3 separate regions of the Mus musculus genome follow, and regions 1 and 2 are each linked to region 3. The links are chromatin contacts, called in public Micro-C maps. All regions are on one chromosome and are shown on one strand. The core of a region is the stretch at or near the end of the contact, and the rest is flanking DNA. Distances in the headings are between cores, read along the strand shown. Region 1 holds the start of Aktip (thymoma viral proto-oncogene 1 interacting protein). Region 2 holds the start of Rbl2 (RB transcriptional corepressor like 2). Region 3 holds the start of Tox3 (TOX high mobility group box family member 3).

Region 1 (3,994 bases), core at 1,038-3,537, 790 kb after region 3:
GTGATCTGAGTTCGAGGCCAGCCTGGTCTACAGACTGAGTTTCAGAACAGCCAGGGCTATACAGAGAAACCCTGACCTGGGGGGGGGGGGTATATACCTGTATGAGGAAAAGGGAGTAGAGTCCTGTCCCTACTACTCCAAGAAACTGCCCTTTAAGGAAAAAAAAAGAAAACAAAAACTCACTATGTGGTCCAGGTTAGTCAGGAATTCAGGATACACCCCAGGCTGGCCTCAAACTCCCAATCTTCCTGCCTCTGCCTTAACCTACAGGGAATACAGGTAACTGGTATTCCTAGCAAAAGGAGGTTTGTTTAAAGTACTAAAAATACAGTATAAAATTCTGCAGTATTCTGCACCTGAGGAATTTCAAATGCGTACATTCACAGAGGGTTCAAAGGAGAGAGACACTTCAGGTAGTGGATAAGAAACCAGGTTTCGGGCTGGTGAGATGGCTCAGTGGGTAAGAGCACCCGACTGCTCTTCCGAAGGTCCAGAGTTCAAATCCCAGCAACCACATGGTGGCTCACAACCATCCCTAATGAAATCTGATGCCCTCTTCTGGAGTGTCTGAAGACAGCTACAGTGTACTTACATATAATCAATAAATAAATCTTTAAAAAAAAAAAAAAAAAGAAACCAGGTTTCAAAGACCACAAGGTCAGTGGGTGGCTTAGTAAATATACAAAGACAGACACAAAAGTAGCCAGCTCAGCTGCAAGACTCCCTCCACAAAGTCTGCTGAGTTTAAAAGGATGGCTTCTTATTTATATCCCTGAAGGTGAAAGGGGTCAAAACTCACATTTCTAAGAAGCAATGCTATACCAGTATCTCTAATCAGCAGTGCCTTGTGGGCATATAGCATCCATGGGTGGGTACCAGCCAGTGCCTATAACTGCTGCCGTGCTTTCCAGGAGACAGTGTCACCCAGTAATTAAACCAGAGGACAGGGATCCCACTTCTCCCACTAACTTGCTGACTTGCAGCCAGGTAGGGCTTTGCAAACCTGCTTTTAAAGGTGGCTGACACCATAGTGCATCAAAAATTCAAGGAGGGTTATGTTCCTGTTTGGCTCAAATGAAAACTATATATTTTCCTTAAGGACTAGTAACCCACTGCCTAGACACACATGTTTTCTCAAGGTTTTTCTTCACCTCTTGAGAGGCGTGGCATTTCCTATTTGTAAATGTACTGGCACTGGGCACCTTTCATGTCTTCTGCCTTTAAAAATTCAGTACATGGCCCTCAGTTCCTCCAAAAGGTACCATGTACCGTCCAGCGCAGCCATATTTTTAACTCAGTGGTTCCAATAGCAACATAAGCACAAGGAACCGTAGCCAACTTTTCAGAAACTACAGTTTGCTAGATGAGCAATCTACCATAAGCATAGCATGACATCGTCCAATAGTAATGACAGATGTAAGGAAAACAGGTTCCATCCTTATTCGCAGAAAATACCACCAGACTTCCTGCTCCTCTGACTCTTAAAAAAAAAAAATGATTGCATGCATTTACACAGCTGAGCGAAGTCTGCATCTTCACCTATGCGACAGTGAGTATACCGCAGAGGGCCAATGAGACCTAGCTACCATCGTTCTTCTGTGACACAGAGCTAACTAATGTTATCACCCCAAAAAGGGTTTACGAAATTCCACATTAAGAGGCCACCAGACAGGACCGAGGAAAAGTAAACAGCCCGGGCCTCCGACAGCCCGGCTGGCTGGGCAGCTAGCTGGGCCGGGCACCCTGGCCCGGGGCACAATCCCATTTCGGAGCACGTAGAGAATCTGGACAAACCTGTCCCGAGGTGATGTAAGGCTGGTGCCCGGCCCTAGCCTGGAAGCGAGTTGGAGGCTGGCTGGGCCCGCTAGTCTGCAGCCGAGGCCGAGAGCCTGGGGCTTCATGTCAGCCCCTCGCCAGACAGACGGGACCCAGCGCAGGAGGGGCAGACCAAGCGGAGCAGAGCGCCACCAACCCTGCCGCCCTCTTCCTCGGGTGCAGCAGGTGCCTGCAGCGCACAGGTGCGGCCCCGCCCCCGTGTCCCCGCGCGGCCGCCGTCGCCCCGGTCCCTAGCGCACCCCAGGGAACCGAACGCCGGGCCGCGGACACAAACCCTCTGTCCTGACGACTCGGTAGCCACCAGCCCAGAGGTGAGACGCTTACCTGGATGCCCTCGGTGCGGAGCGCTGGGGGCCGAGCGCCACCGCGGGCCAACAGCATCTCCGGCTGTCCTGCAGCCCGGCCCCTGCCGCTCCTCTCCCGCAGAGCCCCGCCCCGCCCTGCCCTCAGCGGGACACGCCCTGGACACGCCCTAGACTGGGCGCTTCCGCTCGGATACCCATGCCGAATGGCTCTCTCTCGCCGTCCATCAAAAACGTACTTCCGGGAGGTGTTGGGGCTTGGAGCTCCGTCCTGCCAATCAAGTTAGCGCCGCTCGGGTGGGGCCGCGCTCGTACCTCCCCCTTACGTAACAGCGCCCAGGGACGAGCTGTCAGTCAAAGAAGCTTCAATCCCTGGGGAGGCTGGGACGAGAAACAAACAGGCACCAGGCCGCCATTGGACGTGGCGTGTGTCAGTCACCATGGATACCCACCCAGAGGTTTATGCGGCAGCCACTATAGCCAGTCTCCGGCAGTGATTGCTGCTAGCTCTTGGCTCCGCCAAGCGTCAGCCGGTATCCAGGCCTGGACTCTGAGCCACTGGCTGGAGAGGGAGGTCTGCAGCTCCCTGGTGGGAGTGATGGGATTTATTAATCAACTTGCTTAGGAGACAATAAGTGACACAGAGTAGAATTTAGCTGAGGTAGTGCTACCTTTACAATAAATCCAAAGTTATCAGGCTTGTTAGAAAGAATTCTGTAAATGTTTCTTCCCGGGGATTGATGTGCATTAGGTTCCATTCCCATAACCAAAAAAAAGACAACCCTGATTTACAACCAGCCATTAAACACATTAGCGTATCAAAGAACGTGTCTCTAACGGATACAAGCATCCTGAAGTTCTGGCCTGACATAAAGCCCCGTTTCTCTGGAGAAAAGCATAATTCTGCCCAGTGGCCAAGATGACCCTCTGTAACGACTATTATCGAACAACACTGATGTACTTAAGAAATAATTCTGGCGCCGGGCAGTGGTGGCGCGCACGCCTTTAATCCCAGCACTTGGTAGGCAGTGGTAGGCAGATTTCCGAGTTCTAGGCCAGCCTGGTCTACAGAGTTCCAGGACAGCCAGGGCTACACAGAAAAACCCTGTCTTGAACCCCCCCCCCCAAAAAAAAAAAAAAAGAAGGAAGGAAGGAAGGAAGGAAGGAAGGAAGGAAGGAAGGAAGGAAGGAAGGAAGAAATCTGGCAATATTTGGCTGTGTAAATCTTAAATGGCCAGACTTGCAGCCTACAGTCTCTGTTTCTACTGTGGCCTGCATCCCTTAGTCCCTACTTGTTACAAGATATGTCTGGCCCCTACTCTAATTTTTCCCCGCCCGGGAAACATGCTGCCTTTCTCCCTAGAAGCCCTTCCCCATGTAACTCAGCCATTTTGGTTACCTGCTCCTTTCAGTTTACCCCTTACTCTCTTAGCCAGTCTCTTAGACCAAGCTGCCTCTCTTGGTTGGCAGCTCCCCTTCTAGCTCTCTGTTTCCACATCTCCTCAGGTGGCGCAGCTCAGTCTGGGGATGTTCACTCTCCCAGATGTCTCTGCCTCTGTCTCTGCACCCCCTTTTATCTGCCATAAACTTTGTCCTTCACCATACCTAACAGCAGTCGCTTCCTTTCCTTTTTTGTCATTCAAGAGGCAGGGCGTCAGGGGAGCTTGCCTCTAGTCAGCCCCTCCACAGATCTGTCAGGGGCTTGAGAACCAGGGAACCGGTGTCACAAAGGTCTCTAGCACCGAAGTTGGAGGCCCTCTCCCATGGCGGCGTGTAGCCCGCTCCCACCTAGTTCTTGCGTGTCGCTCTCACTTTGACCTGAAACACTTGTGACCTTTCCCTGTTCAAATGCCTCC
Region 2 (3,849 bases), core at 1,262-3,761, 720 kb after region 3:
AAAAAAAAAATGACCTGAGCTTAATGGCATGTAATCAAGAATATATCAAACATGCCACTGGGTTGGGTGTAAGAAGGGGCCAAAGACAGAAAGCAAGAGACATCAAGAGCAGGGCTGTGGGAGCTAAGGCAGCCCAGACACCTGGAAAAATCTGCCCAGAAGCCATCGTCCTCTGTAGGTCTGCTCACCAGAAGGCAGCATGCAGCAGAGTAGTAGTCTTTCAGTTAAAGGCTGCTAGGAGTGAGGGGTTCACAAGACTCCACTCTCCCCAAGGCATAGCCACTGCTAAGTTTCTCCATGTTCCTGTAAATAGTCCCTCCCTCTCCCCTCCCCCCACCTGCGAAAAGCCCTAATTAAACTCACTGAGTCATGAAATAAATAAATGCATGAAAGAGAAAAAAGGTTAGTTGGGGCATGGAAGGGGATCAACAGGAACGCTAGGAAACAGAAGAGTAAATGGGGGGAATAAAAGATTAAAATATAAACATGCATGGAGGAATCATATCCATTAAGTGTAATTAATATGTATTAACACACAAAACTGTAAAATCCCACTTATTTCAAAGTCTTGAGGCAAGATAGCTAATTATGACAGAGAGGGGACATTAACGCAGATGCCACGAGTCTAGAAGAGGGTGTAAATGCCCTTGGAACTGGAGTTCCAGGTGGTTGTGAGTGTGACATGGTTGTCTGAACTCGAACTCAGGCCCTCTGGAAGAGCAGTCAGTGGTCTTGACGACTAAGCTATCTCTCCAGCCTACAAAATTGTCAAAATAGCTAATGGATGATGACTTCAATCCAATGTCCTCATGGCCTAGAACTAAGTATCTTTTTGGTCAGTATTGTTTGCGCACGTGTGCATTTGTTTGAATACATTGGTGTGTGTCTTCAAGCCTGTGCACACTGTGTGTAGAAGCCATAGAACAGCCTCAAGTGTTATTTCCCAGGCCCCTCTCTTTTTCAGATCCTGCCTCTCACTGGCCAGCAAGTGAGACTCTCCTCAGGACTCCACCAGCTTATGTTCTCCCCCCCCCCCGCCCCCCTCCACCCCCCCCCACCCCTCCACCTCCCCACACACCTCCACGCCCCCCCCACCCCACCCCCCGCTGCTGAGATTACAAGCCAACCCTCCATTCCTGGCTTTTAACACCTGCTCCCGCAACACATGTGAGTTATACAGGTTGATCTCAGGTGAGGGATTTTTTTTTTGCCACTGAGAATCTCCCCAGCCCTTTTCAATCAATGTGTTTATCTCCACTAGATTCTCTTCACCACTTAAGCCCATGCAATGTGCCTTAAAAGTTTCTTTTCCGTGAGCAAATTCTTTGAAATTCCCTTCATATCTAAGCTTAGTTAGAGATTCGGTAGCTTTAACACCTCAAATCATAAATATAGGAAAGTTTCAAGCCCGGGGACAAAAGGCTGAGGTGCCTATTTAACATATCAAAGAGGACCTGGCTGCTCTGTTCTCCTGGTAGCCCTCAACCTCTACCTGTTACCATAGCCAGCCCCCTACCCAAAACTCTCCAGCTCAAGGGGTGGGCTGTGCTTTCCTATATAATCCAGACATTTTAGTTTCTAGCTCGGTGTACCTTTGGGCCTTCTAGCTGCTGCACCTGGTTCCCCTCTCTCCCCTCTCTCCCTTCACCTCCCGCGCCCCCTCCCCGCACTCTCCTCCCTCAGGTGGCTCAGGGTCATGTCCACTCTGGACTCACTCAGATGTCCCTGCTCTACGCTCTTCCTTTTATCTGTAAGAAACTTTAGCCGTATCTAGGAGCAGTTATGTGATAGCTAATATACATTTTAAGTTATTCTTGAAAACACATTCATGATTATTTGTGTGATTGAGGGTTGAGGGTTGAGGGTTTTTTATTTTGTTTTTGTTTGGTGAAGTGAGATCAATTCTTAGCTCAATATACCTTTGCCATTGATAGCGTTGACATAGGAGTGTCACTTGAGGAATCCTCTCTGTTGGATTGACCTGTGGGTCTTGCCTAGGGAGGTGGCGGCCGCGGGGGTGGCGTTGTATTAAGAAAGTAGCTGATAAAGCAACGGGGAGCTAAGTCAGTAAGCAGCGTCCTGCTTTAACCTCCGTCAATGATGAACTGTAAAGACTAAAATGAAATAAGCCCTTTCCTCTCCGAGTTGGTTACAGTCCGTGTTTATCTCAGCAACAGAGACTAGAAAGGGCAGGCAAACTATTATCTTTACTTTGGACCTTTTAGCTTTACTATCTGAGGACCTCTAGGTGAGGATGTGTGTAAAGGGCTTATATACTAAATCCTGTCGATATTTCTTGGTCTTTTTCTCTTCAAACGAGCCTTCTGAATGGTCTCACTATTGAGAGATGCTTTTTAAAACGGTAGAGGACGTGTCCATTCACCCCTAAATGATGCACAGCTCGTTTTTTGCTTTCTTCTTCCATGACTTTTGGTCTCCCTGAGATCCCGGCCGAGACTACATTTCCCAGCAGGCCGTGCTCAGACCTACGGGTGCCCGCATGGGACTGAGGAACTTTGGGGGCGGCACAGTAGCAGGACAGGCTGCTGACGGGCCGGCGCTTCGCGGTTTGAATGGCTGCGGGCCCGGGCCCTGAGCGCATCTGAAGAGCCGCGGCCTCGGGGTGCGCCATGGCATCTGGAGGCAACCAGTCGCCACCGCCTCCTCCAGCTGCTGCAGCCAGCTCGGAGGAAGAGGAGGAGGATGGCGACGCCGCGGATCGCGCGCAGCCCGCGGGGTCCCCGAGCCATCAGATCCAGCAGCGGTTCGAGGAGCTGTGCAGCCGCCTCAACATGGACGAGGCGGCGCGCGCCGAGGCCTGGAGCAGCTACCGCAGCATGAGCGAGAGCTACACGCTGGAGGTGCGTGCTCAGATCCTCCGTGGAGATCGGGGACTCGGGGTGGCCCTAGGATCACTTGGTCGTTTGCCCCGCACCATTGCCTCCCCCTGGCTTTGCGGCCGTCAGAGGAAACTCATTAAGTTTCAGGCTTGCTTACGTGTGAGAATGGCTTAGGATTTATTGTCCCCCACCCCCCGGGCAGATGAAAAGCGGGTGTAGACACACAACATTTGTTGCTGAACTTGGGCACTCTTTTTGGCTGTCATCCAGGTGTAGGCTTGTTATGTTCCGTTCTTGGGACGGGGCTTTGCAGTTGACGAAAATGGCTATTCGGGCTAGTGCCTGTCAACTCTGCAGGCACCTCCCCTGTATGGGCCAATGGGAAGTGACACGGAAGTCCGGATTGTTTTTCAGCTGCCTGTGCGTATGACCCTTTGATTTTATATATGGAAGCTTATCGAAGTAGCAGAGCAAAGAGGCCCCCGACCCGAAGGCTAAGCAAGGTGTTATTTAACTATGATATGGATGTACTTGTGCCATTCTTCTGAGTCGGTTTATTTCTATTTTTTTAAAAATCGACACACATCGAATTCCCCTCTCTCCATTTGTTACACTCACAAAAAAAAGAAACATGGCAGCTTTAGACCTGTGTCTGAGTGACTCTGGACAAGTTTTTAACCACAGTGAAACTCAGTTATGTTGTGTGAGCAGTTTTGTTACTTGTGCCCACTTCAAAGTGCTTACCTAAAGCTTAACTAAAGCAATGTGTGTATGTGTGCAGAAAATTTCCTAGACTGAAGCAGTCTGGCTGAAGAGACCGTAGCCGCCTTCCTTACCCAGTGTTTCCGATAGCCAGGCAAAGAGGAGAACTTCTGGTTTGAAGGACACAAATACTCCCAAACGAATTCTTACTTCACCTTAGAGATGACGCTGTAAATTAGCAAGAATGAGTATTATAACATAGCAGAGACTTCAAATCACAGACTAAGTCATATGAAGCCTGGTGTCA
Region 3 (3,643 bases), core at 763-3,262:
TTCCAAAAATAAGAGCATGCCCAGTTTACAGAAGGGCTGCGTACACAGGCTCAGCTCTGAGGAGATAAGTAATACCCCACTGGAACAATTAGGCGGATTCTCAGAAACACTACATACTTAATTAGGCTGCCTAAGTCCCTGACTGAGCATACATGGGGGACTTTTTAAAGCATTTAATAACCTGAGTAAATCCAAAATCAGACGACAGAAACCGATCCTTTACTCGGGCTACATACAGCCTTCGGCCTTTGCTAGCCTTCCTTTCGATGCTTAAGGCATTCCTCCCAGCTTTGGAAGAGTGTGAATGGTCACTATCACCACTGGACTAAAAACACCCCTCCATCCTAGAGTTACTGGAAGGGTCCTGGGTGCCTGGCCCAGGGCTGCCCACCACGACAGGGAAGTGAGGCAGTGAGACTGCAGTGGTCTTTGCAAACTTTAGCACTGGAGTTGGGAAAAGAGAATAAACAATGAAGAACAGACCTCCATCAGCCAGGGGCACAGTCAACTATCCCGGCGCTAGATACAATCCCTCCTCTTCCTGTTATTTATTCATTAGTTTTGTATTGCACCTTTCTTTTGGCTGCCTCTGTATTTCCTCCTCCGTTATCCAAGCAATCATAAACAAACTAGGATTTGAAAGAAAAGTCGGAGAGGAGGGAGGAGCAGGGGGAAGGGGAAACACACACACACACACACACACACACACAACACACACACACACAATCAAAAGGCGCAGGACTCTTTCTCTGAATATCGCCCTCAGGGTTATGTCGCAAAGCTCTGTGGTGGGAGCAGTAGGCAAGGTAGACAACCGGATCCGGGAAGCCCACTGACTGCGTCCAAGGTCCACCTATGACCACCTGAATCGCTTACTCCTGTAAGTTTGTGCGGCAAGAGGTGAGGAAGATGGGGTGACCCTGAGGCATGATGTGGAGCTGCAACTCTGATCTCCATGAAAGAAAAAAAACTTAACCCGCCCTCCTCCGCAAAATAAAATAAAATACGAAAGCCCACTGCCTTAACTCGGAAGAGGCGAGCATCTTGGTCTAGTAGACCAAAGCGCCCTAGAGCAGGGGAAGTAAGAGGCACCTGCTGGGATCCTGCAACTTCAGGCTTCCCAGATCCAGACCCCAGACCCAGCCACACTCTATAAAGTTTGTTCATCTTCTCCAAGCTCCCGGGGACCAGCTCCTGACTGGGTGGGTGAGGTGAGATGGGCTGCGAAGGTATGGAATCTCTGGCCCACGAGATCGGGGACCCCCTACGTAGCGTGTCCCCCCACCCCCATGCACACATAGTAGGGGTGTTGCAATCGAGTTTACTAATAACATCAACAAAGAATCACACGCCAGTCTCGGCTCAGTCCCGGGACTGCGCTTCACACAGCTTTTAGGGGGAGCGGGGGAGGGGACCAGGAGGGCAGAGGGAGCGCCAGCAGAGGGACAAAAAGGTGGGTAGAAAGGGCACGTAAAGAGAAGACGAAAAGAGTTGGTCGGAGACTAAGGCGCACCGAGAAGCCAGCGGGTGGGAAGGAAAGATCAGAAAGAAAGTGCAGCAGGCTAGGCGGGACGAGGGACGCGCCCGGGATGGAGAGGTGGCCCCCGCCCCCGGCCCGGTCACCTTGCTGTAGCCGTAGTACCCCAGGCACTGCGCGAAGTCCAGGCCGGCTGGGTCCCCGGCCGCCGCGGGGTAGAACCTCACATCCATGCCGGGGCCGGGGGCTGGGGGCCGGGGCTGGAACTCGCCGGGGCCGCTACCCGCCTCCTCGCGGCCGTACGATCCACCGTCGAGGACGCCCGGCCGGGGGCGCCCGGGGACAGCGCACGGGCCGTGGGACTGTAGGGGCGTCGCGCGGGGGCCGCCGACGAGCCCGGGAGCTGCGGCTGCAGCACACAAAGGCGCGGCCACGCGAGCCGCGGGAGAGCGGGAGGCGGCCCGAGGGACGCGCCCCACCGGGACACCGAAGCTGGCTGCGCGCGGGCCGGGCGCCCGGGGCGCGGGGCGCAGCGCGTGGGCCCGGGACGGCCGGCGAGCTCAGGTGCGCGGCGAAGCTGGGACGGCGGCGGCGGCAGCGGCGGCGGCTGGCCCCGCTCCTCCTCCCCGGGCGGACTGAGCCGAGGAGCCGCGGAGACAAGGGGCCCGGCCCCTCCCCTGCCGCTCCCCCTCCTGCCGCCGCCGGTCCCCTCCCCGCGCCGCTGCCGCTCCGCCCCTCCCACCGCGGGCAGCTGGCGCGCCGCCCGCCCCGCCGGTGCGCTCCGCCGCCGACCGCCTCCGGGCTCGCGCCCCGCCCCGCGCCCCGTGCAGCCCCGGCCACCGCGCGCTCCTCTCCCGGCCTCTCACCGTCCCACCCCTTCCCTCCCCGGTCCTCTTTGTCCCCGCGGCCTCACCGCTCTCCCCGCTCCCGGGCCTCCCTCGGCCTCCCCGCTGCTGCCAGCACCGTCCCTCCTCGAGTCCCACTCTTCTCCCGTGCGACCCTCGCTTCCCTTGGCCCCAGCATCCCAAAACCGTCCACTTCTCACCCAGCCCTCTCTTCTGCCCCTACCACCTCGTCCCAGTTCTTGCTGGTGGGGGACCTGTTTCCCAATCCCTCTACCCTACTTACTCTTCTACTTGGATATCCCCGGTATAGACTCAGCCCAGAAACTAACCTGTGCAGGTGGCTCCTGAGCCAGGAGCCGGAACCCCATGTACACCTGTGGTCTTTACCAGAGGGGTGTTAGGGCCTGACCTTTCACAAGTAAGCAGACTTGAAGCTTCCCAGGTTAAGCCTCAAGTCCGGTCTCTTTGTATTTTCTTTACTCTTGTTTGTTTTCGAAAGGCATTTGAGTAACTGGATCTAGGCGGATCACTCGCTGCTCTCCTAGAGAAAATGTCCCTCTTTTCCTAAAAGGTTCTGGGTGATTAACTTCCCCACGCTGCACCCACCCACCCTCTTATTTCTTTCTCTTTCTTTTAATCTACATTTCTCTCCCCCCACCCTCCGCCCCCATACCCCCACCATCACCACCACCCTTGGCTTTATTGCTCTGAGTTAATTTGAAAGTTTGGCCTTCAGCCTTGGCGCTAGAAAATGTTGGCTGAGCTGTGAGATCTCCCTTTCTCGGTTCAGTTATCTGCGAACTACTTTGAACTAGAAGGGAAAGATGTTAAACTATTTCAACTGACAGTCTCTAAAGGTGTGGGGCCTGGATCACTTCGCTGGTCTGGGACCTGAACTTTTCCAGACATGCACGGATTTCTAAGTGTTCTCCAGCTTGCAACACCTATGTGTACCTTCCTTCACTCAATACTATACTTCAGGAACCAAGCAAGAAAAATAAACTTCAATTAGGTGGAAATGTGTGTGTGTGTGTGTGTGTGTGTGTGTGTGTGTGTGTGTGTGTGTGTGTGTGTGTGTGTGTTCTTAGCAGAAACTTGTCAGGGGACTGCCTAAGAGAGCCCTGTGTATTCAGAGAAGGAACAACTCCCCACATTGTCACTGGGTTGACTCTTAATTCCCCCCTCCTGAAGAGGCTTTGGTCCCCTCTCCTGAGTCTCCATTTACTGTTGACAACCCAGCGGCGCTCCCTAATGGCCCAGCGGGTTGCACAAATTGGCAGTGTGCTGAGATGTTATCAGGACAACACCCCATTGAGTAAGT

The links. A called contact is a pair of places that touch in the nucleus more often than the background predicts.
Region 1: a contact with region 3 is called in a Micro-C map of embryonic stem cells, with 6 times the contacts expected there. The contact joins the promoter of Aktip here to the promoter of Tox3 in region 3. A contact is called at or near these places in 1 of 39 promoter capture datasets (embryonic stem cells), 1 of 484 Hi-C or Micro-C datasets (embryonic stem cells) and 1 of 115 datasets of contacts at active chromatin or transcription factors (embryonic stem cells).
Region 2: a contact with region 3 is called in a Micro-C map of embryonic stem cells, with 4 times the contacts expected there. The contact joins the promoter of Rbl2 here to the promoter of Tox3 in region 3. A contact is called at or near these places in 1 of 39 promoter capture datasets (hippocampal neurons) and 1 of 484 Hi-C or Micro-C datasets (embryonic stem cells).

The regions. Positions count from the first base shown.
Region 1 is chr8:91,131,740-91,135,733 of GRCm38.p6, forward strand. Aktip (thymoma viral proto-oncogene 1 interacting protein) reads right to left here and starts at 2,288. Exons shown (of 10, transcript NM_001302266.1): 1 at 2,161-2,288.
Region 2 is chr8:91,067,546-91,071,394 of GRCm38.p6, forward strand. It overlaps Rbl2 (RB transcriptional corepressor like 2), which reads left to right and starts at 2,512. Exons shown (of 22, transcript NM_011250.4): 1 at 2,512-2,861. The coding sequence starts at 2,631.
Region 3 is chr8:90,346,240-90,349,882 of GRCm38.p6, forward strand. Tox3 (TOX high mobility group box family member 3) reads right to left here and starts at 2,013. Exons shown (of 7, transcript NM_172913.3): 1 at 1,624-2,013. The coding sequence starts at 1,710.